5 separate regions of the Sus scrofa genome follow, and regions 2, 3, 4 and 5 are each linked to region 1. Evidence: chromatin contacts called from public Hi-C, HiChIP or PLAC-seq and promoter capture Hi-C data. All regions are on one chromosome and are shown on one strand. The core of a region is the stretch at or near the end of the contact, and the rest is flanking DNA. Distances in the headings are between cores, read along the strand shown. Region 1 holds the start of PLXDC1 (plexin domain-containing protein 1). Region 2 holds the start of PIP4K2B (phosphatidylinositol 5-phosphate 4-kinase type-2 beta). Region 3 holds the start of CDK12 (cyclin-dependent kinase 12). Region 4 holds the start of CWC25 (CWC25 spliceosome associated protein homolog). Region 5 holds the start of FBXL20 (F-box/LRR-repeat protein 20).

The links. Promoter capture Hi-C pulls out the DNA fragments that hold promoters and counts their contacts. A called contact is a pair of places that touch in the nucleus more often than the background predicts. HiChIP or PLAC-seq counts read pairs in DNA pulled down with a chosen protein or histone mark.
Region 2: a contact with region 1 is called in a promoter capture Hi-C map of fetal liver, with 2.7 times the contacts expected there. The contact joins the promoter of PIP4K2B here to the promoter of PLXDC1 in region 1. A contact is called at or near these places in 2 of 5 promoter capture datasets (fetal liver and liver), 1 of 47 Hi-C or Micro-C datasets (skeletal muscle) and 1 of 2 datasets of contacts at active chromatin or transcription factors (skeletal muscle).
Region 3: an H3K27ac HiChIP or PLAC-seq map of skeletal muscle shows a contact between it and region 1, with 2.6 times the contacts expected there. The contact joins the promoter of CDK12 here to the promoter of PLXDC1 in region 1. A contact is called at or near these places in 1 of 47 Hi-C or Micro-C datasets (heart right ventricle) and 1 of 2 datasets of contacts at active chromatin or transcription factors (skeletal muscle).
Region 4: a contact with region 1 is called in a Hi-C map of skeletal muscle, with 3 times the contacts expected there. The contact joins the promoter of CWC25 here to the promoter of PLXDC1 in region 1. A contact is called at or near these places in 4 of 47 Hi-C or Micro-C datasets (liver, mesenteric adipose tissue, skeletal muscle and 1 more).
Region 5: a contact with region 1 is called in a Hi-C map of liver, with 2.8 times the contacts expected there. The contact joins the promoter of FBXL20 here to the promoter of PLXDC1 in region 1. A contact is called at or near these places in 2 of 47 Hi-C or Micro-C datasets (liver and skeletal muscle).

The regions. Positions count from the first base shown.
Region 1 is chr12:23,070,672-23,076,116 of Sscrofa11.1, reverse strand. PLXDC1 (plexin domain-containing protein 1) reads right to left here and starts at 2,825. Exons shown (of 14, transcript XM_021067058.1): 1 at 2,552-2,825. The coding sequence starts at 2,627. TRNAC-GCA (a tRNA gene) reads right to left here; the gene lies at 5,430-5,445. It overlaps TRNAC-GCA (a tRNA gene), which reads right to left and starts at 4,825; the gene lies at 4,754-4,825.
Region 2 is chr12:23,314,184-23,319,628 of Sscrofa11.1, reverse strand. It overlaps PIP4K2B (phosphatidylinositol 5-phosphate 4-kinase type-2 beta), which reads right to left and starts at 2,516. Exons shown (of 10, transcript XM_021067062.1): 1 at 2,172-2,516. The coding sequence starts at 2,330. It overlaps CWC25 (CWC25 spliceosome associated protein homolog), which reads right to left. Exons shown (of 10, transcript NM_001244652.1): 10 at 4,184-4,820. The coding sequence ends at 4,706.
Region 3 is chr12:22,828,902-22,834,346 of Sscrofa11.1, reverse strand. It overlaps CDK12 (cyclin-dependent kinase 12), which reads left to right and starts at 2,952. Exons shown (of 18, transcript XR_002337130.1): 1 at 2,952-4,631. MED1 (mediator of RNA polymerase II transcription subunit 1) reads right to left here and starts at 3,942. Exons shown (of 20, transcript XM_021067050.1): 1 at 3,828-3,942.
Region 4 is chr12:23,295,945-23,301,389 of Sscrofa11.1, reverse strand. CWC25 (CWC25 spliceosome associated protein homolog) reads right to left here and starts at 3,340. Exons shown (of 10, transcript NM_001244652.1): 1 at 3,135-3,340; 2 at 516-688. The coding sequence starts at 3,152.
Region 5 is chr12:22,869,937-22,875,381 of Sscrofa11.1, reverse strand. It overlaps FBXL20 (F-box/LRR-repeat protein 20), which reads right to left and starts at 1,987. Exons shown (of 17, transcript XM_013979813.2): 1 at 1,100-1,987. MED1 (mediator of RNA polymerase II transcription subunit 1) reads right to left here. Exons shown (of 20, transcript XM_021067050.1): 20 at 2,962-5,445.

The sequences.
Region 1 (5,445 bases), core at 1,576-4,075:
TTGCCCAGTGGGTTAAGGATCTGGCGTTGCTGTGGCTGTGGTGTAGGCCAGCAGCTACAGCTCCAATTTGACCCCTAGCCTGGGAACCTCCATATGCCGAGGGAATGGGGCCCTAAAAGACCAAAAAAAAAAAAAGCGAATTCATCAAGAGTAAGGGGGATCTCAGCTCCCTCTTGAGCCCCCTCCCCCACCCCCACAGGGCAAAGGACTCAGAGCCTTGGGGCTGGATGGCAGCCTCCTGCCATCAGCTCCCAACTGCCCTTTCACCAGTCACCAGGGCTCCACCACCCATCAGAGCCAGGCTGTCCCTTCTTAGCAGCTGCACCCCACCCCCAGAATGTCCCACCCCCACTTCTGTTCTCCTCGGAGGACACCCTCTTACCTCCACACAGGGGTCCCCCTCAAATCCAGCCTGTCCTTGTGAAAAAAAAAAAAGCACTGTACAGAGGGGCTCCCATTGTGGCTCAGTGGTAACGAACCCAACTCCTATCCATGAGGACATAGGTTCGATCCCCAGCCTCGCTCAGTGGGTTAAAGATCCCATGTTGCCGTGAACTGTGATGTAGGTCACAGACGTGGCTTGGACCCAGTGTTGCTGTGGCTGTGGCTGTGGTGTAGGTTGGCAGCAGTAGCTCAGATTTGACTCCTGGCCTGGGAACTTGCATATGCTGTGGATTCAGCCCTAAAATGCAAAAAAAAAAAAAAAAAAAAAAAAAAAAGCACTGCACAGAGAGTCAAAGCTGCCCCCTCTGGCTTCCTAGAGCTTCCTTAGGTCTAAGCAACCTCTGCTGCTACAGAGAAAGTCCAATTCTCCTGGCTGAATCTCTGTCCAAACCGAGACAACAGGCTGTCCTCTGCTAAGAGATGGGATTCAAGTGTCTGCCTGCGCCCTCGTTTTGGCCTCCCCAGGTATCTGCTATTTCCAACCCAGCTCTGAACAGGCAGCCCTCAGCCAGGCCTGCATACCTTGTTCCCTTGCTCTCAGCATATCTCCGTTCCCCCACAAGACCCTCTTCCCCGACTCTCTCCATGGTTCTCCCCACTCAGTCAGAGTCAAAGCCCTCTCTCATCAACCCGATCACGTTCTGAGTTCAGAAGATTCCCACCAGGTTGGGGCTGCAAAGAACCTCAAAAATTGACCTACCCCACCCATTCCTTTCTATATCGATTTTAATTTTTTTTCAGTTACTCCAAACACATCGTAACAGTTCTGAAAAGGAAAGCCAATCATAAAAAGGAGAAAGGATCTCTCATAATCCCACCACCCAGAGGCAAAGATTTTGCCCACAGTCTCACTTTGTAAGAGAGGAAATAGGCCCAGAGAAGGAAAGTAACTGGCTCAAGGTCGCACAGCAAGTGAGATGCTGGGACTAGAAGCCAAGTCTCTGGCCACTCTCTGTGTGGTCTCTGAAAACTGGTGGCTCTGCACCAGCAGCCTCATCAGCTTCCACTGCCCTCTACCCACACCCTCCCTCTCAACAGGGACCCAGGCGTGTCTCAACTACCTTCAGGGATTTTTAAAGTTAAGCACTCTGTCACTGACACTGTGTCTGATGCCAGCACACCCGAGACACAATAGCCCAACCCCAGCAACCCCCTTGCCAAGCCCTTCACCTCCTGCATCCCATTCCAGGAATATCTATGCCAAGGGGCTCCCCAATAACCCACCTCCCCAGCCCCAAAGAAGGTCTGGGTGCATGAGGAGAAAAGAAGAGAATGTAAAATTATTTGTTAAAAAAACAGTTCTCCTTTTATAACTGGAGAGATTCAAGGCAGAGCTCAGAAAGGACTTCCAAGTGGGAGCGATGATTGCAGTGAACTGCGGTGGAGAAGAGGGAGTGTGCAAGATAGGATTGCTCACCCTCAACCCCAGGTTAGAGCCAGGGTAGCTAAAGGCCAAGAGCCACCAGGGCAGAGCAAAGCAGGAGTGACAGGAGGACCCTGGAGGCCAGGGGATGGGAAAGAAGCAACTTGCTTCTTTCTGGGCCCAGGGCTGCTCTCCAAGTACCAGAGAGAGGAAGGCATTAGGCTCCTGCTGCCCTTGTTGGAGGAGAGATGCTGGGTCTCCTCCATCCCTCTGGCTGCTCCCACCCAGCCCCCAGCCTGGGTCAGCCGGCGAGTGGGGGCAGGGAAGAGGAAAAGGAGGCAAAACTGGGGCAGGAGGCACCCCCAGACTCCATAACTCATCAGAATTCAGCCTCACCCGGTGTGACCGGGGGTCCCTAGGACTCTCCCGCTGTCCCCTTTGGAGCCAGAGCCCACTCACTGCCTTATGGCTCCCCCGCTCCTGGGGTCCCTCCAGGAGGGAAGGAGAGATCGGGGCATCAGTGTCTGGCGCCTCCACCCTCACTCATACATACACCCCGTGTGTTTAGGAAAGTGGGGTCCCTGTCCACCTGCCACAGTCCACAGGGCTCTTCGCCTCCCGCAGACACTATCCCCCGCGTCCCGGACATCGCCAGCCTGCCCGGTCTTGCCCATGCCCCCGCCTGCCTGCCTGCCAGCGCCCCCGACCCCCTGGCCCACCCGGGCCAACTCCGGCCAGTCCTACCTGCTCCAGGCGGGGGGCTCAGCGCCCGGGCAGCCTCCCTGAACACCAGCACGAGGAGCCAGAGCTCGGCCCGCATGGTGGGGGCCAGGACCCGCCCCCGGCCCGCAGCTGCCCCCGGCCCGGGCTAGGGAGCGCGGTCCCCGGGGCTGGCAGGCGGAGGGGTGGGTGGCGGAGCGGCGGCGGATCGCGGGGCCCGCGAGCAGCGAGAGCCGCCGAGCGCCAGCCAGCGGGCGGAGAGCGGGCGCAGCAGCCTCGCGGGGCCGGGACCCGGGAGGGGGCGGGGCGGGGGCGGGGCGCCTCCGGAGCTCGCCCGGTCGCCCCGGGTCCTCCCAGCTCTGCCCAGCGCGCCCCGAGAGCTCCTGCCGCTGCACCCGAGGCGGGGGTGGGGAGGTGCGGAGGGAGGAGGAGGGGGACCGGGCGGGAGCCCCCTGGGCTGGGAGAACCCCCCGCAAAGAGCATCGGTCGCCCCCACACTGCACCTTAGCTCCTGCCTCCCTTCCCCTCCTCCACTCCTCGGGGAGCGGGCGGCAAAGCAAAGGTTGGAGGGGGCCAAATCCGAGGAAGGAACCCGCGCGCCCCTTCCTCGGACCACGGGCTGCTATCATCCACCCCCGACCCAGCTCTACCAGATTTCCCGACTTTCTGGGCTGTTCCTCGGAGATACCCATCCCCGCCCCAGGAATCTCCCCTTGCTGCAGAGGCCTGGAGTCCACGCCCTCCCATGGCTCCTCTCCACTTTATCCGCCACCCCCACCCCCCATCTCCCACTGCCAGCAACCTCTGGTCCCCCAGGCCAGCAGACACGGGGATGGACGGGGCCTGGCTCATCCCTACTTTGAAATAACCTGGACTTCTCCCCACACCCAGAAGGGGACCGAAGCCACCCTCCTCTCAGGGACCCCAGGCCTCCTTACGGCCCAACACAGTCACTCTCCAAAGCCTGCCCCAGAGCAAGGAAACGTCTCACTCCAACTGCCACCACTTATAACAGGCTCTAGGGATAGATCACTTTTTTTTTTTTTTTTCCCTTCCAGAGCAGAATAAAAATACCCACAACTTAGGAGATTTAATAGACAGCAGGGAATCAGGTCAGGACACGGAGGTACCTGTTCGCTCCCCGACCTACTTCGGGCGATGGCATGGAACTCAGGCGCTGGATGGTGAGAGAGTGAGCGGTGAGGGGGGCACCCTGACATATATGAGGCTGGGGCCCAGGGACTGGACAACGCAGAGGTGAGCGCCATTGAGGGAATTCCCCCAGGAAAAGGGTGTGCCCGGGGTCTGGAGGAGGAACAGCGTGGGCTGGAAGAGGCGGGTTGCCTGGCATTGAGACAAAGAGGGGACCAGAGAAGGAAACGAGAACTAGACTCCCTAAAAGTTCAGAATGCCAGTTCCTCCTTCCTCAGGACCCAGGGTCCCAGAAGCGACCTCCTCCAGCCCTAAGCCCTTATGCATTCACAATGGGACAACACGAGGTCTGTCTGTAAGTTCTTCTTGTTGTCTAATTTAAATTGAGATTTTGCAGACACAGGTTCAAAAAGGCTGCTGCCCCCAGCTGTGGCTTCTTGCTGCCCTCTAGTGGCCGCGTGACGAGCCGCAACGCGCGTGTTTTGCGGTTTTCCTCACTTTTCCAGCCCTGCCCCGACCCTGCCCACGAGGTCCGATGCCAGGCAGGCAGTTTTACAGATCTTCGCTCCTACTCCTAGGGGTCAAGGTGAGAGGTCCCAGGATGGAATTCCGGCTCCGGCACTGATCTCTTCGTACCGGGTGCCCCGCGGTCTGTTTTAAAAGGTCTCTTATGAGGACTCAGTCTGAAACAGCAGCTTGCAAATAATTAGGAGAAAATGACGCATCAAATGTTTAAAAGTGTAAACTTCCAGAACTTGAGTGTACATCAGAATCACCTGGAGGGCTTATTAAAACACAGGTTTCTAGGCGCCACCCCCACGCTCAATAGTTGAGCTGAGGCCGAGAATCCGCGTTTCTAACAGGTTCCCAGTTGGTGGTGCTGTTCCCAGTACCACATTTTGAGAGCCACTGCTCTAGAATTTCCATGTTTTGCACTCTCAATCCTCATCTGCCCCAAATAGAGGTGGCGAAGGAAATGCCAACGAAAACTGTGGAAGGAAAAGGAAAAGGAAAAGCTTCAACGAACATTATTGTTGGAGAATCGGGATTTGCTGGGCAGAAAAGTATCGCGCCAGGGGGCACCCGGATTTGAACCGGGGACCTCTTGATCTGCAGTCAAATGCTCTACCACTGAGCTATACCCCCTCTGCTGGCCAAAGCGCGCGGATAACTCCTTAGTGCTACTGCGACGTAGGCGCTGTGACGTGTTCAAGAACAAAACTGAAGATGGAAAAGATACAAATCTGGAGGTATTATTCATCTGGATGCAATTTGTTCTCTGAAGCTCTGAACTAAAGGATTCTAATGATGTAAGAAAAATGCAGTTTGGGGAAGTGGGAGGGTAAGTCTCTCGAGATTCTTCTCCTCAGGGGCGTTCCTATGGGCCCCGGTCCCCCTCCCCTGCCCTGCTAGACCCCCTTAGCGTTTCTCTCGGCGCCCATCTCTCCTTCCGACACGCTCACGCAGAACTCTCCAGCTCTTAGAAACTCGGCCTCCCTTCCTCCCAACAGCAGTCGAGGTTCCGAGGCAGGCCGATCTGCGAATGTTCCCGCCTCTGCGCTACCAAAGTGGGCCTTCGAACAATCCCTTGGGAGGCTGAGGGCGTGTTCTGGCAAGACCTGGGACTCCACCATCAACCGCCTGCAAAAGACAGCAACAGTGCGGGAGAACCCCTTCCCCTCTTCGCCTGTAAGGGAACTTCAGCAGCTGCACTGCAGGGCTAAGAAAACGGGAAAAGTCTCGATCGCCAAGGGGGCACCCGGATT
Region 2 (5,445 bases), core at 1,267-3,766, 240 kb before region 1:
TAATCTTCTGGGGAGATGTTTCATTTCCCGGATGGGGACCCTGAAGTACTAGACCTTGTGGCAGGCCCAGAGGAAGCAATAGAATTGTTGCCTAGCTGATGTCCAGACCTCGGCCGGTCCAGGGCAGTCATGTCCAGTGCGTTTCCCCGGAGGTGCTCGCTCATTATGTCCAGAGGTACGGGTCTTGCTTAAAGTCAATACCTTTCCAGCTGGCTCTCAAACTTGCTTAAAGTGAGCAGCGAAAGAGGGTGATACCTATCTCTCCATCTACCATTCAGAGACTCACTGCCTGCCTAACAGAAAACCAAGCACCACACACTCCTGGGAACTAGCAGGCGCAGGCACACACACCTGTCCTGGCCCTGGGCTGAGAGGCAGGGCAAGGAAAGGAAGCAAAGAAAATGAGACCTGCCATTCAAGCACCATCATGTGCCAACACAGCCCAACATACTGCACTGACAATGGGCTGCATGTCTTGTTGTGACCACAGACAACCTAATAATCCTCCACCCAGGGCCTCCACTCCTTCAGGTATAAAACAAGGGACCCAGAGTCCTCTTCTGACAAGTTGTCATATTCCTGACTCTCAGGCCTCTAACCAATGCTCTATACAGACAGGATGCTTTCTAGTGAGAAGCCAGCTGCACGACAAAACCAAGGATTGATTTCCAGGCAGGGACACCGGGTTCACATGTTGATGACCCAGTTTTCCCTGCAATATTGTCAGATGACCCCCAAGGCAGCAGGAAGCAAGAGGGACAAACTCTGCTGGACTCGTGAATCAAAGCAGCTCCCAGAGGTCTAGATGTTACACCAGCGGTTCTCCCTACCCTAGCCAGGACCCTCACCTTAGTGAAGTTACTGAACCGGCCCAAGACCATGAAATCAACAAAGACCTCACCAGACACACGGTGCCTTTCTGCAGTAGAGGTAAAGATCTAAAACCCCGGCTGAGACTACAGTTTATCAATCTCCAGCCGACGGCTCTTCTTGTAAAGCAAAGCTCAAAGTCTTGCTGGCCCTGGGCTCCTCTGTCATCAGTTGGTCTTGTGGGCAATTTCAAGTGCTCCGAAAAGTCACGGAGCCTAAAGAACTGATATCCACAAGAAACTCCAGCCATTAGCTTCACTTTCTTCATTCCAAACTTTGAATTGGTGCAGTTGGTATTTCGGGTTTTTTAACTTCCTCTGCTCATTTCTGGAAGTAAGGACGCACAATGAAATGCAAGAAACAAGTAGTTGGAAGAGAAAGAAAGACCCCAAACAAACAGGACCGACACAAAGTCCTCTAACTCAAATACTGGGCAGGGCCCCAACTTTCTAACGGGAGCAGTTGGACAATCTCAAAGAAGCCCAAGGACCCAAAGAACCTCTCTCTCATCATAATCACTATCCATTACCACACTCTCCCGACCACACAATAGAAAGCGCAGTAACTGAAAAGTCAACATCTTTGACACGATCGCCATAGAATTCAGGAAGATGCGTTATTCCTACTATGAACAGTCCTCAAAAGCAGGCCTCACCTTCTCTAATGGTTATTCCCCCTTCTCTCTAACCCAGGAAGACCCTGATCTGTGGCCCAAGGAAGCCAGTGCTTCTCCAGTTGATACATCTTGTTCGAGAAGAAAAGAAACCCGAGGAGGATTTCCAGGCAGGGGTAAAGAGGTCTGGAGGATGGGGAAACCTTGAGCAGCCACATCAAACGACCAGAAACGGAGGACTATTCAGGTAGGCCAATGCCACCTGCCCTGTCAACTGGACAGTGAGCTAGGCAGCCAATTATAAGGAAGAAGGGGGAGAACAAATGCAACAAACGGGGTGAGGTGAGAGGAGAGGATGATAGCCATTCCACCCCACCCAGGCCTTCCCTCTGCGCTCCAGGGGCTGCCCGCTGCCAGACGCAGGAAGCTTGAGGGGCTGGAGGGAAGGGGAGGACGCGACGGCACACCACCGTCGGAGGCACCAGGCCTCGCGTGGCGTGCAGGGAGGCACACCCGGCCGGGATGGCGTGCAAGGGCGGGGTGGGCGTGCAAGTGGCTTGTCGAGGGGGTGCACGCGTTACTGGCAGGGCCGGCCAGGCGAGGGCCCGGGGCGGCTGGGGGCGGGTGGGGGAGGCGTGAGCGCGCACGGGGCCGCGCTCGGAGGGGCGCGCGCGGGGGAGCTGGTTACCGTGTGGTTCACCCCCCACATCAGAACGCTGAGGATCGGCTCGCTGGCCCGGAATAGCTTCACTTTCTGGCACACGAAATGCTTCTTCTTGGTCTTGGTCTTGCTGGCGCTGAGCGGCGCCACCGCCACCGCCGTGGTGCTGGTGCAGTTGGACGACATGCCCGGGGCGGCGGCGGCGGCGGCGGCGAAAGGGGGGGCGACCGAGACGGCGCACAAGCCAGCGGCCCCAGGCCTCCCCCAGACCGATCCCCACCCCCGCTCCCTCACCGCGCCATGGTCGCGCCCGTCCCGTTACCTCCCCACCCCGCCCCGGTGGTTCCGTCCTCCCCACGCTCCGCCCTCTCTGCCCCGCCCCGCCCCGCCCCGCCCCAGGGAGCCCGCCCGCCCGCTCCGCACCCCGCCCCCAGGCGGTACAGCTGCCCAGCCGCCACCGGGCCCTCTCCTCCCTGCCTGGGTGGTACCGCCCACCCCGGGGAGGCAGCGGCCGCCCGGCCCGCCCCTCCTCCCCGGGCCTGACAGGAACGGGGCCGGCCTCCGCGTGCCTCAGAATCCCGCGCCCGAGCAGGGAGGGGAGGAGGACTGGGTAGGTCTCGCTGTCTACCGCGGGAGGGTCTCCCTGTCCGGGCCCACCAAAGCCAGGGTTTGGCTTTTTCCTCAACCTGACGTGCCAAGATGGCGGCAGCGCCACGGCTCCGGAGGGGAGGAGGGGCGGGAATGCGGGGGTGGGACGTACCATCCCCACCCCGGGGGAGAGAGAAGGAACACTGCGAGGGGAAAAGAAGGTCCTGCCCGGAAAGGCAAGGAACGCCCCCTCGCTCCACCCAAGCGTGGATTTTCCCACTCCTCTGGACCCCGGGGATGCACGCCACCCGCGGGACACGCCCCCTCCCCCCAGGGCCAATGAGAGGAGCCAGCCGGGAGCCTTGGGTTTTATGAATGGGTCCCGCTCCCACCCACCGGCCGCCGGCCTCCTCCCGCCAAAGGCTCGGGGTAAGGTGCAGGCTGGCACCTTAAGACACCTATCCTTCAGCAGAAAATTATAATCTTCTTACTCTCTGGCCCACTTGATGAGACCTTTGAGTAAACCGCCCACGCTTTGTTACATAATTCCTCTCGAACTGAGACTCCACATATTGGATACAAATTGCGGATCAATATTGCTCTGTATCGGAATCTGGAATTCGGTACTCACCCTAAGTTGCTCTTTACACAGTTAGGAAAAAAATAAATGTGGTCTTTATTACCAAGTAATAAAAGACATAATTAACCCTGGCAGGATAAGGTGATGAAATGAATGACAAGTGTATGTCACCTTCTCTCTGGAGAAAAACTGAGTTTTAAGCATGATAGTTTCTGGAATCGTAAGTGTTCAAAAATATAAACCCAGATTCGTTCTAGGCAGAATTAGGAATCAGCAGAACAAGGAACTAGAGCAGCTAATGTGTGGGTCAGCAGTGCCTAGGACCTCCTGGATGGAGTGAGAGCCTCTGGTGAAAGAAGTAAAGGGAAAGGGGTAGAGATAGGAGACTGGTCCCATGAGTTTGGGTGGTTTTTGTTTTTTTGTTTTAATACCTGACTAAAAAATAATAGCAAACAACACCTGAAAATCTAGAATTGTAATAAGATTACTACATGATAAAAGGGAAGCCATGAAATAAACAGCTTCCATTTTATTTTCTTTTAAGAGCCAAGGAGTATACTGGCAGTTTGGTCCTGACTCCTAAAATCATCTGACTTCAACACTGCACTGCCCACACTGCAGACTCTAAGCAGTGTAAAAGGATTGATACCCTACGTCCTATCAATAAACCCAGGCCCCTCCAAAACTAGCCAGATTCAAAGAGGAAAGAAAAGCTGACCTGCCTTACTGTGTTACTGGATGACAAGATACAGTGTGGTCCTATTACATAGTAAAGTCACTTACCAAACAAGATCTTCTCACAAAGCTAACTTCTTTTTTTAAAAGCATGAAAAAATATACATTTGTACATATACACACTATGCTTTACAGCTGGAGAAAAAGTCCAAATACTTCAATAGTTCATTTACAGGGCTTTTCTGCATTGTTTTCCCTTCCAGATTCTTTGTCACTCCCTGGGCTCTACCTGAGTGGCTTTGGGGAGAGAGGCTTCCAAAAGGTCCGGTCTATACTGAGGTGGTAGTATAGGGGTGTTCACACAGGTGGAGGGAAGAGGAATAAAAAGTACCCTGACCATGGGGAGCAGGCTTCCAGAGCAACATGAGTGCTCACCCCGAGATGCTCCAGTGCCCATCCACTAAAAAAAAAAAAAAAACAAAAAAAAGTTAACATCTGCTCTGCACCCAGCAAAAGTTACCGAGGGTCCCATAGAGCAAGTCACACGGGTTCTCAAAAGAAATGGGCTGTTTCTGCGATCCACGGGGGACAGTCACTTTGAACAGTGGTGGTTTGACATCTGTGGAAGAAGCCATTTGAACTCTTATAAAGAGAATTTGTAAGGGGTCAGCAGCCTCCCTGAAAACTTCAGGAAAACCAGCAAGACAGGCGATGGCTTTCATCTTTTCATAAAGTTCTTCTCCAGAGCTACTGAGGTCCTCTGCAGGGAATAAATATTCCGCTTCACCCGATCTTCCAGAGAGGAGGTAGATGCGCTCTCTAGCTTCATGCGGCTAGGAAGAGAGGACAGGTGACAGTAAGTAACAAGCATCTGTCGCCCGGTCAACCATCTGGCAGAATTAGAACAGGCTGTGAGCTGTAAAGCAGCTGTAGGAACACAAGCTCTATTAAGCCTACATAGGAGTTCCCGTTGTGGTGCAGTGGAAACAAATCGGACTAGGAACCTTGAGGTTGCGGATTCAATCCCTGGCCTCGCTCAGTGGGTTAAGGATCCGGCATTGCCCGCGAGCTGTGCTGTAGGTGGCAGACACAGCTCAGATCTGATGTTGCTGTGGCTGTGGTGTAGGCTGGCAGCTGGTGTAGGCCCAGCTCTGATGGGACCCCTAGCCTGGGAGTCTCCATGTGCTGCTGGTGCAGCCCGAAAAAAGAAAAGAAAAAAAAAAAAAGCCCACATAGATAACTTTCGAGGGACTCCATCCCAAACTCGGTTTTTTATAAATTTCTAAGGGAAATGTTCTCTGGTTTGGAAAAGAAGTGCAAGCCTCGTTTGAAAACGGCTTCCTAAGCCATGAGTTCTTAGGAGAAGGCCAAAGAGATTCAGTGCAAATACCAATTCACTTCTCCTCCCCTCAAATGAAAAACATCCCACTGTCTGGCCAGAAGCCGGGAGGCGTCGTC
Region 3 (5,445 bases), core at 1,703-4,202, 240 kb after region 1:
GCAGCAGAAAAGAAAAAAACAAAACAAAACAAACCAACACACGCACAAAAAGAAAGTTTCCACTTCTGGAATGATGAATTAATTTGGATGATGAACTTATTTTTTTCATATTTTGGCCACCCCCCTGGGGCATATGGAGCTCCCAGGATAGGGATCAGATCCGAGCCACAGTTGTGTCTCTGGGACAACACTGGATCTTTAACCCACTCTGTGGGGTCAGGGGTTGAATCTGTGTTCCAGTGCTCCTGAGTGATGACGGATCTCGTTGCACTTCAGCAGGAGCTCATGGGTGATGAATTTTATTTTTCAAGATTTGACACATAATCACAATTCCATCTGCTGCTTCTGCTTTTTTGGGGGGGGTATTTTTAGGGCATATGGAGGTTCCCAGGCTAGGGGTCAAATTGGAGCTGCAGCTGCCCACCTATGCCACAGCCATGGCAATGCCGGATCCCAGCTGCCTCTTCGACCTACACCACATCTCACAGCAATGCCAGATCCTTAACCCACTGAGCAAAGCCAGGGACTGAACCTGCGTCCTCGTGGATGCTAATCAGGTTTAAGTGCAGAGCCACAGAGGGAACTCCACAATTCCATCTTCTGCCCCCCTTTTCTATTTTACTGTGGATTGTGGGTGCACTCTGTGTCAAAAATTGATCTTATTTATTTATTATTTTTGGCCACACCTGAAGCATATGGAAGTTCCCAGGCCAGGGATTGAATCCTAGCCACAGCTGTGGCAATGCCAGATCCTTAACCTGAGAGGCCACAGCTGGAGCTTTATGATCTCATTTAAAAGATAGGAAAAGAATGGGAATAATTTTGGTGAACTCATGCCAATGTTTAATAAAGTAGGCCAGTCATTTAATCTAATTATCCATTAAGTCCCATGACATCTGCCATTATGTCAGACACTGGTGGAGACATTTACATCCAGGCCTTCTTGCAGCAATAAATTGGGAGTTACCACACTTGAGTTCCAGTACTTATTTCTTTTTTTCTTGATAGTATTAATTTTACTTCCATAGATTATTTAAAAGTTGTCATGAAAAAGTTTTTTTTTTTTATCAAGATATGTGGACTTAAACATTTAGGTAAAATTTTTTTGGTACTCATGTAATCCAAGCAATATGAACACCTCCAGGGAGTGATTTTGAGAGTCAGCTTTTCTGCCTTCATTCAAAATGTTTTCTGGCTTCTAACCTACTGGCTGGTGTTCCCCTCTTTGCATATACAAATCCTATGTACTCTTCCTGGGCCAACTCAAATGTCCCATTTTTTTTTCTTGTTTAGCCACCTCATCAAATAGAGTTCCCAGACCAAGGATCAGATCCCTGCCACAGTTGCAACCTATCATAAGAAGCAGTGCTAGATCAGTATGCCAGGCAGGGGATTGAACCTGTGTCCTGATGCTGCACAGACACCACCAATCTGGTTGCACCCCAGAGGTAACTCCTAAATGTCCTACTTCTTTGTTGGGGGGGAATCTTTTTAGAGCTACACCCATGGCATATGGAAGTTCCCAGGCTAGGGGTCCAATTGGAGCTGTAGCCGCTGGCCCATGCCACAGCCACAGCATCGCCAGATCCGAGCCGGGTCTGCGACCTACCCAGCTCGTGGCAATGCTGGATTCTTAACCCACTGAGCGAGGCCAGGGATAGAACCCCTAACCTCATCGTTCCTAGTTGGATTGTTTCCGCTGTGCCATGATGGGAACTCCCTAAATGTCCTACTTTTATAATGCTTTCTTTTATCACTCCTAATCTCCTTTTGAAACTTCACACTGCTGTTTATCATTCTTATATTCTTCGAACATTTATCACATTATTATTATTATTATTTTGCATTCCAGTAGCATGTGGAAGTTTTTGGGCTAGAGATTGAACCCTTGCTATAGCAGCGATCTGAGTCACTGCAGTGACAATGCCAGGTCCTAAAGCCACTGCACCACAAGGGAACATATCACCTAATATCTTCTTGTGTATGAGTACATTGTCCATATTCTACTTGAGGACCCTCAGTGGCACTGTTACACAGAGAAGGAACTTTGTCTTACAGATACATGTTTACTGAAGTAAACAATGAGAAAGCCTGGACAAGTCACTTAGCTTCCCTGTGCCTTAGTCTTCTCACTATCACAACCCTATTTCAGAGGAAAGTTGTGAAGATGGAATGAGTTAATATGTGCTAAGGAGTTTTGAAAAATAAAAAGGAAGGGAAGTGTAAGATTTTTGTCTCGTTCATGAATATTATGCTTTGCTTGTTTGTAATTATAATCCTCTGTGAAAATAAAAGGCTAAATGATTCCTAAAGAGTCATAAGATGATCTCAAGAGGTGATGAGCATTCAAGTCTTTAAGCAGTTGAAAGGGTTAGTGCCACACAATGAAAGAGCTTGTAGTATAGTGTCGGACAAGAATTTGAATCTCTTTTTTTGGCCCTTGATGGACCAACTTTGTCACCTTGAGTGAGTTATTTAGCTCTTCTGAGACTGGGTTTCCTTATCGGTAAAATAGGGATAAGGAAATCGTGTTTTGCAGGGTAGTATGAGAAATAGAGAATTAGAGATAATGCACGTAGTAGTATATACAAGTGGGAAGAATTGTTAACACTTAGGGACTTGGGTTGAAATGTCCTCACATTTGTCCTTTGTTCTGTTGACATTATTTTCATCCTGGTACTTGAGAGTTGTTACAAAGCATGCAAAAATTAGTTTGCGCTGGCGCCTGAGAACACGTTTTTGTTCAATGAGTTATTAATAAAGTTTTGAATTTAAAAGATCATCCTAGACCCAATAAAGCTTTGCTCGAATGGGAAGCCGGGATCTTATCGCGAGAATCTGGCGGAACGCGTTTCTGGCCGGGGACCTGCTCTCGCGTTGTTTGAGCAAGCAGCCGCGAGAGGTGAACGAGAAGCACGAAGTACCGCGAGAGTTGGGCATATTCTCGCGATACTTCTCGGGATTACCCCCCTCCCCCCGCTCCTCCAAGTGCCGTTTCGGTTTAACCTAGTGTGTGACTGTGAGTCTGTGTGAGGGAGCGAGTGAGTGTGTGAGGTATTGAGGTGAGGCGGAAGCTAGAAACGGGGCTCCCTCAAGAGCGAGGGACAAAGGGGGTGTGAGGCGCCTAGGTCGCGGGACCCCAGCGACAGGAAGCCGCCCCGAGCCGGGCTACCGGGTAGGGGAAGGGCCCGCGCAGTCCTCACAGGGCCCCAGAGCCCGAGTCGGCCCCACAGCCCCGGGCCGCCGGCTTCCTACTTCCTCGACCTCCTTCCTGGGCGCCTAGGCCTGAGGATTGGCTCGGCTGGAGTTGGAGGGGAAACAGACTCGAGCGGCAGTCCGTTGTCTCACAACTCCACTGCTGAGGAACTCTCATTTCTTCTCTGGCTCCTTCACCCCCTACCTCATGTAGGAGGGTGCTGAGGAGTCGGGAGGGAGGAGGAGCCTGGGCTACCGTCCCTTCCCTCCCCACCCCCTTGTAGGGGTGATTTTGTAGGCGTGGGGCTGGGGTTGGGGGGGAGGGTGGGGGTTACTTTTTGGAGTGCTGGGGAACTTTTTCCCCTTTTTGAGGCCTGGGGAAAGGGAATGCCCAATCCAGAGAGACATGGGGGCAAGAAGGACGGGAGCGGAGGAGCTTCTGGAACTTTGCAGCCGTCATCGGGAGGTGGCAGCTCCAACAGCAGAGAGCGTCACCGCTTGGTGTCGAAGCACAAGCGGCATAAGTCCAAGCACTCCAAAGACATGGGGTTGGTGACCCCCGAAGCAGCACCTTTGGGTACAATTATCAAACCTTTGGTGGAGTATGATGACATTAGCTCAGATTCTGATACCTTCTCTGACGACATGGCCTTCAAACTGGACAGGAGGGAGAATGATGAACGTCGCGGGACTGATCGGAGTGACCGACTGCACAAACACCGTCACCATCAGCACAGACGTTCCCGGGACTTACTAAAAACTAAACAGACAGAGAAAGAAAAAAACCTGGAAACCTTTAGCAAGTCGGGATCGATGAAGGACCGGGTATCAGGAACTTCGAAGCGTTCAAATGAGGAGAATGATGACCATGGGAAGGCGCAGATCTCCAAAAGCAGCAGCAACAAGGAATCCAGGTCATCCAAACTCCATAAGGAGAAGACCCGGAAAGAACGTGAGTTGAAGTCTGGGCACAAAGACCGGAGTAAAAGTCATCGGAAAAGGGAAACACCCAAAAGTTACAAAACAGTGGACAGCCCCAAACGGAGGTCCAGGAGTCCCCACCGGAAATGGTTGGATAGCCCCAAGCAAGATGATAGCCCGTCAGGAGCTTCTTATGGCCAAGATTATGACCTTAGTCCCCCAAGATCTCACACTTCTAGCAATTATGACTCCTACAAGAAGAGTCCGGGAAGTACCTCAAGAAGGCAGTCCGTCAGCCCACCTTACAAGGAGCCTTCGGCCTACCAATCCAGCACCCGGTCACCCAGTCCCTACAGTAGAAGACAGAGGTCCGTGAGTCCCTATAGCCGGCGACGTTCATCCAGCTATGAAAGGAGTGGCTCTTACAGTGGGAGATCACCAAGCCCTTACGGTCGAAGGCGGTCCAGCAGCCCATTCCTGAGCAAGCGGTCTCTGAGCCGGAGTCCTCTCCCCAGGTGAGCTGTTTGTCTTGTCTAACAGTCCTTTCTTTCTTACGGTGGGTTGTGAGGAGCTATTAGAGAAGTTAACATTCTGTTGAAGTTCCCGGTATTGATCATTGACTAGAACACTTGGCTTCACTAGTCATCATGTAGGTGAGTCTGGTCTCTTCTTAACCCAGAATTGGAGAGGTGGAGGAGTATTCACATGCCTACTGCTGCTAAAGGTAGGTACTTCCAGTGGTGGGATCTTCAGCTGTAAGCGTCTGTGAGTAAAATCATAGGCTTCTGCTTACTTCATTGCATCGGATTGATACTGGTTCCCAGCTATTTGGGTTGCCTTGTCTTAAAATTTTAAAAATCACTTTAGTATTAGTGCTTTAGGCTTCATTGAGCCTGATTAAAAAGAAGTAAGAAGTTACAAATTTTCATTTGTATTGTCTCAAGGCTGTTTGCCTAGGTCATCTATCATTTGTGTTATCCACTGAGTCTCCAAACCCATAAGTTTATTTCCTAATTGATAATTTTTTGATAACTTATACAGGACTCCTATCTTCTTTTATCTGATGTTTCTAGTGAAAATTCAGCCGATTAGTCCTTTTCCCTCTGATGGTATAGCTTAACAGAAATTGGTTCCAAAGATAATTTGATTTTCTTTATAGCATCACCGTTGACCTATCTTGTGACCACAGGCAATTTCAGTATCTTTCTGTTAAAAAAATGGTAGTAGTACCTTCACAGTGATATTTTTGTGAGAAAGGCATGTTAATTTGATACTTAATTGTTGGAGTGAATTGTCTAAAGATAACTGTTCTTGTTCCTCTGTGATGAG
Region 4 (5,445 bases), core at 2,091-4,590, 220 kb before region 1:
AAATGTATGAAATTTATTAACCTTATATCACAAAGAGTGCAATTTATACAAAGTATATAAAATAATTTAATGTGTGTCTATGTTTTATTTATTTATGTATTTATTTTTGCTTTTTAGGGCTGCATCTGTGGCATATGGAAAGGTCAAATCAGAGCTGCAGGTGCCCCCCTATACTACAGCCACAGCAACGCCACATCTAAGTCATGTCTGTGACCTGCACTGCAGCTCAGGGCAATGCCAGATCCTTAACCCACTGAGTGAGGTCAGGGATCGAACCTGCATCCTCATGGATACTAGTCGGATTCATTTCCACTGAGCCACAACAAGAGGAAAGAGCCATAACACTGACAACACCAGACCCTTAACCTGCTGAGCCACTGGGGAACTCCCTCAAATCCATGCTCTTAACCAGCTCTTATGCAACAAGTGGATGATGCACCTGCAGGCCAGTCTGCAACTCTCCACACACCAAAACACACCGAGCCCAAATCACCCCCCTGCACCTCCTTGCTTACTTGACAGCCCCGACATCCTCCGCATAGCGCTGCATCTCCTCCCGAGCCCTCTCCTCCCGCAGTTCCCGCTGAAGCTCCTCAATCTTCTTCCGCTCGGCCTCATGCTTCTGCTCAGCCTTCCACACTTTCTCCACATTGCGGAGAGTCTGCGGGTGCCAGCTCTTCTTCAAATTCTGTGGTTAATGAAAGGAGGGAGAAAACAATGCAGGGAGTGGATGGGTGGTGAGGATAACTGACCCTGACTCACCCATTCCTCTATTCGTGCCACAGCAGGCATGTAAGGGCAAGACATCTTTGACGATGGCAAGGCTGGCACACAAGGGATGGGAGTGGAATATGGTTGTTCAAGAACTTAAAGTTTCAGGATAAAACGGGCCCTTCCTGCCTTCCCTTCAAATACTTCTAATCTGAAATGTACATGAGTCTGACTTCTACTGGCCATGACTAAAGTGAGGGTTGGTGAGGACCACACAGGAGGAATGGGGCAGGGAGCTGGGAAGGTACAGATGCTAAAAGGCAACATAACTCAAGTGCCTTTGGCTCTGGACATTCATTTCTATGAACACAACCTTCTTTTCCTTGAGTCCACTTAACCCTCCTCAAACTTGCATGGTTTACAACCCCACTTAGTACCTCTTTCAACCTTCCTTCCCAAGAATCACCCCCCTGGATCTGATCTTCCCCTTCACCCTTGAAGAATGCTTCTCCCCTCCCCCCCTCCCCATGAGCCACTACTTTGGTTCAGCTTCCCCCCCAAGGAAAGTTTCCTGGAGGAGATGTCATCTAAAGACAATTATAAATGAGCCTGGTGATGTAGGAAGAGGGGAGGAAGAGGTAGATTTCCAGAGGTAACAGCACACACAGCTGTAGGCCCAGTGGTAAGAAAGAACATGGTACAAATAATTCAGTATGGCTTGATACCGGGGAGCAAGCTGACGGAAAAGGGGCTCAAGATGAAGCCAACTAGGAAAGCAACAGATTAAGGGGCTTAAGGAACTGGATTTTATCCTGTTGACAGTAGAAAAGACTAAACATTCATTTGCAGGTGAGAGGCATAACCAGTCTAGTATGTAAAGAATGGATTGGAGAGGACCAAGATTGAAGACCAGAAGACCAGTTAATAAGTCTATTTTTTCTCTCTTTTTTCTTTTTAGGGCCGCGCCTACAGCATATGGAAGTTCCCACACTAGGGCCAATCAGAACTGCAGCTGAGGTCTAAGCCACAACCACAGCACCACCAGATCTGAGCTGCATCTGTGACCTACACTGCAGCTCCTGGAAATACCAGACCCTTAACCCACTGAGCAAGGACAGGGATTGACCCCGCATCCTCATGGATACTAATCAGGTTCTTAACCCACTGAGGCACAGTGGGAACTCCCAGTTAATAAGTCTACATGAGAAAATGGACACAAGGTACTTGCCATGTGAAAGGTGTACAGTCAAGGAGGGCTCCTTCTTCCTTTTCTTTCTTTTCTTGTCCTCCCTTTCCCCACATCAGGCTCTTCAGGCCTTCCTTCCTCCTCCACCCTTCCCTCTTATCACAATGGTCCTCCTCTTTGGCCTTCAATATGGGTGACTTTGCCTCCCAGGGAACATTTGGCAATGTCTATAGATAATTTTGGTTGTCACAAGTGGGGGAGAAAGGTGCTACTGTCATCTAGAGGCTAGAGGCCAGGGATGCTGCTAAACATCCTACATGCACAGAGCCACACACACAACAAAGAATTATCCAGCCCAAAATGTCAACCTGAGGTTGAGAAACTCTGGACTACAGCTTTTCTATCCTTAAGTGCAGCTACTTGAAGGCACTAAATTAGACAAACCTTGACGGTATCTTGGAACTCATCCTAATTGGTAAGAACTGACAAATGCTAACATAGCTACTGGACAGGTGGCTAAACAATCTATTTGCTGATTCAATTAGCTACATATTCAGGAGATTAGCATTTTTCTGACCTTGCACCATGCTCTTGTGGGTACATCTGTCCAATTTTGGGCCCTAGCCCCCTAGAATGTACTATACAATTTAAGAGAAATAGGCATACAACTTATATTAAGTGCTACAAATTGAGAAAAGAAGCTCTGCCACTACAGATCAGAATACAGCACTGAAGTAAGAGTGGAAGTAAGAAAGATGAATCTAAAGATCTCTTCAAGTTTAACATGGACCCAGGACATGGCTCAGGGAGGAGAATAGGGCACAAATCATCCCTACTACAGCCCAGGACATGACTGAACTCTTAGCTGAGGAAAGGAGATGTATCCTATCCCAAGATACACAAAACAAAGTCTATGCGCCACGTCCTACATACCTGCCTCCTTTCCTAGCCACAATTCCAACTGCCCTAGGGCCCTCCCAGAATTTCCAGCCAGAAGGTCTCTCTGCCAGCAAACAATGACCTGCCATCCTTGACGACCCACTTCGCACATCTTCCCAAGTCTCCACTCGGTCCCTCCATAGCCTTAGAGATCCTTCCCCTGTCCAGGACTATGGCTCCCTCTCCCTGAAAGCAAGGCAGCGTTGCCATGATTACCCACTGCCACCCCCGCCAATTTCCGTCCCCAGCCCAGTCTCCGGCCTCATCCTTCCCCCGCGCCCTGGACTCCCTCACTTACCAGGTCTCCGCCCCCCATGACGGCGGAGACGTTTCCTCACTAGGCGGACCTAGAAGATTCAGAAAGGATGGGAGAAAGGTAAAGAAACAGTTCAGCTCCGACTTCCCAGATCTGGTCCCGGGGGTAACTGGACACCACTTTCACTGCCCGATCCAGAGCCCACTTCCGGGAGGGCGTCCCATTGCGGCGACGGCGTCGCAGGATCATGACGTTTTAATACGCGCTGTCGCGTTGCGTAGCGGTAGCGTCACGGGCAGTTTCGCAGGTTGCGGCCGTGATATCGCGGGATTTGTGGTCGTATTTTCATCGCCGCAGCTTGTCCGTTCAGCGGACATTCCAAACCGTGTGTTAAAGCGGCGTGGACGTGTCGGTTGGCAATTGGTCAGCGCACCATGGCGTCCCTGTGGAACTGCACTTGGGGGTCTACCTCGCCAACCCCAGCCTAGCCCCCCGAGGTATCCAAACGTCTTTTCAAATGAGCACTCTCCTCAAACCTCGACTCACAGCCAACCCCCTTACTCTAGGCCTATTTTACGGAGTTAACTAGAAACCATCGAAACACCATTAGCTTCCCTGCACCAAACCTTTAGACTCTGCCAGTTTACCCCTTTCCCTAACGTTTATGATGGAAGAGGCATCCCTCCTACCTCAGGCCTGGCTGTTCATCCGCTGCGATCCCACCCCTCACATCTGGTATTACTTAATTCCTCCCTCTCTCCTCTATCCCAAGTATTGGCTCTTTGTCATCATCATTTTAGATACGCTCAATTGATGCTTAAAAAAAAGAAAAAAGAGACCTCATGTGTTCTCCCCAGCTGCTGCACTCTGTCTTTAGCAAACTTGAAATGAGTTGTCTCCACTTATTTCACTGCAGCGGCCGGATCACTGCTGTGGTGCCAGTTTGATCCCTAGCCCAGGAACTTCCGCAAGCTGCAGGCACGACCAAAAAAAATAAAATAAGATAGAATAGCATCACAGTGGCGATCAATTTGAAATAAATAGAAATATCAAATCACAGCATTATGCACCGCAACTTTACATGGTGTTATAGGTCAATTACACTTCAAAAACAAACTCAGCAAAAAAGATCCGATTTGTGGTTACCAGTGGTAGGATGGGAGGGGGGGGATTGAATGAAGGTATTCAAAAGCTACAAGCTTCCAATTACAAAATAAAAAGTAATAGGGATGTAATGTATAAACATGATTAATATAATTAACACTAATGTAAGTTATATATGAAAGTTAAGAGAGTAAATCTTTAGTTCTCATCACAATGAAAAATATTTTTGTTTTATTTTGTATCTATATAAGATGATGAATATTCAAAAAAAGAAGAAAAAAAAATGGAAATTCCCATTGTGGCACAGCAGAAATTAATCCAACTAGAATCCATGAGGATAAGGGTTCAATCCCCAGCCTCACTCAGTGGGTTAAGGACCTGGCGTTGCCCTGAGCTCTGGTGTAGGTCACAGACGCAGCTCAGATCCTGTGTTACTGTGGCTGTGGTGTAGGCTAGCAGCTGTAGCTTGAATTGTACCCCTAGCCTGGGAACTATATGGCTATATGGAACTATATGACCCATATGCTGCGGATGCACCCCTAAAAAGAAAAGGAAAAAAAAAAAAAGGAAGGTGAAAGACTGCATCCATGAAAAGGCAAATTTTGCTCAGTTATGAAAGGATATAGAGGCAAAAACATCCAATAAATATTTGTTGTGTATTTACTGTGTGCCAGCACTGAGATCACATGTTACTTGGAGAACAGAAAATAAACAAATGCTCAAACAATCCAATGGTCAGGTCATGATACATGCGAAACCCAGGCAGAGGCATCCCCAAGAAAACAACAGCTGCATTTAGTGCTCAGACAACAACAGAGGTGTGCTTGTTCAAGTTCTGTGCCAAGTTCAGGAAGCATGCCTGGACCTACAACTCCAAACCTGCTTTTCCAGCACTTACTCATGACATTTTGCCCTACCAAGTAGCTCTTGTGATGATTTCTCTCTGTGTGACTTTTGCTAAAGCATACATAGAGGAAAGAGCAGGTATCAGAAATCTGCAGCTCCTTTTGCACAGCAAAGGAAGGAAACCATAAAAAAAAAAAAAAAAAAAAAAAGACAACCTACAAAATGGGAGAACATGGTTTCAAACAATGCAACCGACAAGGGTTTAAATCTCTAAAATACACAAATAACTTTCACAACTCAACAGCAAAAAAGCCAACAACCCAATTGAAAAAATAGGCAGAAGACCTGAATAGATATTTCTCCTAAGAAGATAGACAGATGACCAACAGGCACATGAAAAAAA
Region 5 (5,445 bases), core at 738-3,237, 200 kb after region 1:
AAAGCTGAGTGATACTGGGGGGAGGGGGAATTAGGGCGCCAGAGCTAATCCTCGGTCCCGGCCCGCCAGCAAAATAGTAAGAGGCGATCGGCCCGCAGGACGAAGGAAGCTGGGCTGCACTGGGCTCTCAGATCGAGAGAAAGGGGAGAGAAGTCTGGCAGCCCCAGCGGTCTGGGGATGACGGCGCCAGGCAAAGGAGGAGGCTCGGTGCGGAGCGAATTTTTCGGGGCATGAAAGCGGGAATCGCCTTCCTCACGCCGCCCTAGCCCCCTCCACCCCCAAGCGCACACCTCAAACCTGCTCTTGGTCACTCCGTTCACGTCCCTCCTCATGGGGCCGGCGGGTGCGGCCGGGGCCGGGCGCTGCGGCGTGTGGAGGGCAAAGACTGGGGGCCCGGGGCAGGCCCGGGAGTTCCGGCACCGGGAGGAGGCAGAGGAACGGCGGGCAAGAGCCGTCGGCGGGGAGGGGAGACCTCTTGAATCCCGCAGGGCCTCCTCCGCCTCCCGCGGCGGTGGCGACGACTGCTTGTCGCTAGCTCTTCTCTCTCCTCCGCCTCAACTTCAACCCAAAACAAAAACACTCCCCACCTGCCAGCAACGCCGCTCCTCATTGGGCAGAACCGCCCGGGCCTCGGAACGGTGTGGGGAGGGGGAGGAGGAGGAGCGCGCGGCGGCGGCGGCGGCAGCAGCGCAGGACCACCCCTCCCCCACCCCGGGGCGCAGCCCGCGACCATCCGCCCGGGAGCGCGGCGGCGGCGGCGTGAGCCCGCCCTCGCCTCCAAGGCCGCCAAGCCCACCGCAAGAAGAAGAGGCAGGGAAGTGTCTATATGTCTGTGTGTGTATTTGTGTATGGGAGGGGCTGTGGGGCGGGAGCGAGTGTGCGCGTGCTCGCAGACCAGTGAGAGAGAGGAAAGCAGGACAACTGCACACAGCGCCCAAGCCCCCCTTCTCCCATCCGCGGGCAAACAGCACGCACCAACCCACCAAGCACTTGAGCTGTCTCGTCCTCCCCCGCCCCCTCAGTCTTGTCGCTTTCCCGGTAGCTTGCGCTGGCACACATGTCCTTCCCAGACACCCAACTCCCTTCCCCTATCACTCACTGTAGCCTTGAACCCAAAGTGCAGCAGGCGGTCCCTGCTTGGAGCCATTTTTCTCCTCTCTGGCCGTCTCTAGATTGGGGCTGTTCTGATGCCGCCGCCGCCGCCGCTGCCGCCGCCGCCACCGCCTTCCCCGCCCCCGTGGATTGCATTACCGGGTGTTGCAGGGAGGCCTAGGGGGCCGCCGCGGGGAGTGGATCTCCTTGTGCATGGTTTAGAAGGACAGGGGGTAATTGCGCTGCCCTCTGCTCTGGGGATATGCGGCGAGGCCGCACCTCGTGCCTTGGGGTCAAGGGGTGCAGTGCTGGAGCTGGGCGACCATTCCTTTAGCTGGGGGAGGGGCACGCTTTGGTGAAGGTGGGGGCGGGTGAGGCAGAAAGGCCTCGGCTTCTCCCGCCCCTCTGCTTTCCGACCGCTGCTGGCACCCAATGGGCTCTAGGGCCTGCCTGCCCTCCAATCAGGGCTCTGGTTGGTGAGATCCTGATCCTGACGCCACTTTGGCGGGAGAAACAAGCGTGTCTGAACGAGTAGGCGGGGGCGCTTGCCCAGTAGTAACATTCATTCTGACTCAGGCTCCTTCTATAGAAGCTGGATGTGTCATGATAATATGTACTTTAGTAACACCAGCCCTCAAACCTTGAAGTCTCAAAATTTATGATCTGACTTCCATGAATTAAGAAATGAGTTTACACTTAGAGCGACAAACTACGGAATTATATCCCAAATATGAAACATTGGAAACTATATCATCAATTCTAGCAGTGCTGGCTGGACTTACAATTGCATTTCAAAGCAGATATGAGTTTATTTTCATACCCCTGTTACTTTGTACTTTCAGTAACTGGCTTGTCTGATTAAGAGATGTGGTTCTGCAGGGGAAACAAATCTGACTGTGGGTTTGATCCTTGGCCTCGCTCAGTGGGTTAAGGATCCTGCATTGCCATGAGCTGTGGTGTAGGTCGCAAATGAGGCTGGAATAAGACGTTGCTGTGGCTGTGGTGTAGGCCAGCAGCTGTAGCTCCGATTGGACCCCTAACCTAGGAACCTACATATGCCTCGGGTTTGGCCCTAAAAAGCCAAAAAAAAAAAAAAAAAAAAAAAAAAAAAAGTTCTGTAAGAGCAAATTGTGCTGGAGATCTTTTAAAATAGGCATATTTGGAGTTTGCGTCATGGCTCAATGGTTAACGATCTGACTGGGAACGATGAGGTTGCGGGTTCGATCCCTGGCCTCGAAGGATCCGGTGTTGCCGTGAGCTGTGGTGTAGGTTGCAGACGTGGCATGGATCTGGCATTGCTGTGGCTGTGGTGAAAGCCGGTGGCTGCAGCTCTGATTAATTAGACCCCTAGCCTGGGAACCTCCATATGCTACGGGCGAGGCCCTAAAAAGTCCAAAAAAAAAAAAAAAAAAAAAGGCGTATTGTAGCTGGAAGGCTTATTACCCAACTCTGAAAGCACTTTTTTTTTCCCTAGAAAAGAACCCAGGAACCCAGCTTCAGTAACTCATTCTCAGGCCCACAAACCCAGATCTAGATGTTATAGCCTCCTCCTGTCCCAGATACTTTTAATGTGATTGCTTTACTGCAGCCATATAAAAACAGCCTTTTGTTGCATCTAACAGAACTTTTCTCCCAGCAAGAACTATTGATACAATTGGTGACTAAGGCCTGTAAAAGATAGTAAAACTGGCTTGAGCAGGTAAATCAAATGAAGAAAACTTTCACAGTTCTGTTCCCCTAATTATCCTTTCCAGTTACACATTTCAAGGAAGGTTTTTCCTTTGTTATTTTAAAATACTTTTGATTGGACTTTTAAAAAGCTGAATAAACAATTATCCAAAAGTTAGAAATTTATTACACATAGGCATGTTGCTTTTTATCAAAGAAATTTATTTGCATGTAAATAAACAGGTTTCTGTAATGTTTCGGGAAAAAAAATCCCACAGATTTTGTCTACTTTCAAAAAAATGAAAAACCCCAAAGTATTTACAGAACGGCCATACACACAGAAAATCAAATTTAAAAGATTACTTTTTTTTTAGAAAAGCCCCTCCCAACTGCTCCTGATGTACATTTTTAAAACTCAAAATTTAAAGCTCAGCTTTTACAGCTGAGCATGTTTCCCAACCTAGCTTCTGAGATGTTAAATACTTCCTACCCCTCAAAAAACTAACTCAAGGGTAGAAATAAGGGAGGGAAGGGGATTTTTAAAAAGGTAAACAAATATGAGATTACCTAGGGATTGTGAATAATGAGTTTCCTATACTGGCGTCTGCTTTAAGTGACTCAACTGGATACTGTGACTCACTGGCTCCCTGGAAAGATTCTTTTGAGAATTCACAAGAGTGCTGCACTAAATTTTCAGACCCAGGCCTTAAGGTAAATCTTTCTAAGAGTCACCAATCTTAAGTTTGGCAGTTATATCCTGCTTAACCCCTCCCCCACCTCTACAATACTTGTTTTAAGACACTGATTTTGAACCTGGAATCTTCATGTACATCAGAGCAGGTTTTGACCAAGGACCCCTAACATGAAGCCAAAGGACAGAAGAGGAATCAGGTCAAACTAAGAATACACAAGACACCAGCAGCAGAAGATAGGTAGAAGTTGACTTCATGTCCTTGCCGTCTTTTGGAACAGGAGAATGAGTACACCTAGACAGGAGGGAGGTGTCCCAGGCTTGGTTTATTCTGCCTCTTCTCCTCCACCCTGTGGAGAAATGCAGTGCTCCCTGGTTCTCAGGCAGGGTGAAGCAGTTTAGCCCCGGCTCCCTGTTAAGCAAGTTCAGATGCTGGGTCAGTGTGTGGGGTGTGCCCATCGACAATTCAGGGGCTTATCCTTCATCCAGATCCTAACTCGGGATTCTTTGATCTGGGATGAAGACAGAAAGAGAGAAAAAGCTTCCCAGTTTACTCATTTTGGTATTTGTTGGCTCTGTTTGGGGGAGCTGAGCCCCTGATACTATGCAGTATATTCCCCATAAGATTTTTCCCAACCAAAACAAACTTAAAAACCATTTAATTTTTTTTTTTTTTCTCCTGCAGAAACCAATGGGATAGGATTCAAAACTAGGTGAGAAACTTGTGAGAAATCCAACCTGGTTGTATGTTTGAGAGGCTGCTACTGTATCAGCATCACAAGATAAAGCACTCTGGTATCACCTTGCCCATGTCCTCCTTAGTGTCACCCAAGACATTTGACTCTGATACGGTAACCGATAACTTTTCTTGCTCCACTTTGCAAGGTTTCGTTTCCTACTTCTTATTACCTTAGGACACAAGAGTGGCAGAGTTGTTGAGAGCTGATGACCAGAAAAGGGAGAACACTAAAGGAAATCAGAGACAGTCAGGAAAGAAAGCCAAAGCTGATTTTCCAACTCTATGCTAACTCCAACCTGCAGAAAGAGCTGAATATAGATATCTTCTTATTGATGAAGTCACTCCATTTATGATATACACACACACACAAATGAATCACCTGGCTTTTTTTTTTTTTTTTTTTTTTCAATCCAGAAGAGTTGTGCTGGGGATCGTGCCCCGTCCTGCTGATACAGATCCTGAATGGAATCATCAGGAATGGCACAGTGCAGGTGTCAAAATCAAAGTAAGGCCGCAGAATTTTGAGAGGACCCTCCAAATACTGAGAACTTGTGTTGCACTCAAATGGTCTCCTGGATTTCTATATTTATGAGAAGGGCTTCTTATTGATGTCCCCCAGAATCCAGACTCAGACCTATTCCTTCAAAAAGGTCCAATTGTGTTGCTACATAGTAGCAAGGGTTTATCTTTATGCCCACCTAGCATTCCAGGCCCCCATTACTTCAAGTGAGCTTGAAACTGTTGTAAGTGAACTATGGCTGCAAATTTTTTTACTGTTTTATCTAAGGGAGCATACACTGGAGTAATTAAAGTCTAGACTCCTTATCCTTGTGATGAAGGGAAACAAGGAGCCCAGCTCATAGGAATGGCATCAGTTCTCCTACAAACAAAATGCTGGGATGTGGACTTTTGGCACACTGTAGCAATAGGAGAACTATTAATTCTGTAATGGTTTTCATGCCACTGGTTCAGGGAGGCTGTCCCACTTTTAAACCTTACTGCATCTGAAAACATGTTTACATCCCAAAAAGCCAGCCCAGCTTTCTTTAAAGGAAAAAGAACTACAAACCAATACCTCCATAAAGAGATTAACTCCTAATATTCCTATGATGTCTGAACCCTATGAAAAACCTCCTAAAACAAAAATACCATTTTGGTTTTCTACTTAACTCCAAAGGTGGGCTCTGACTAATTTGCTTGGGCTTGATACTACAGTACCAGCACAAGCTACAAGCTCCCTACCACCAAATAAACC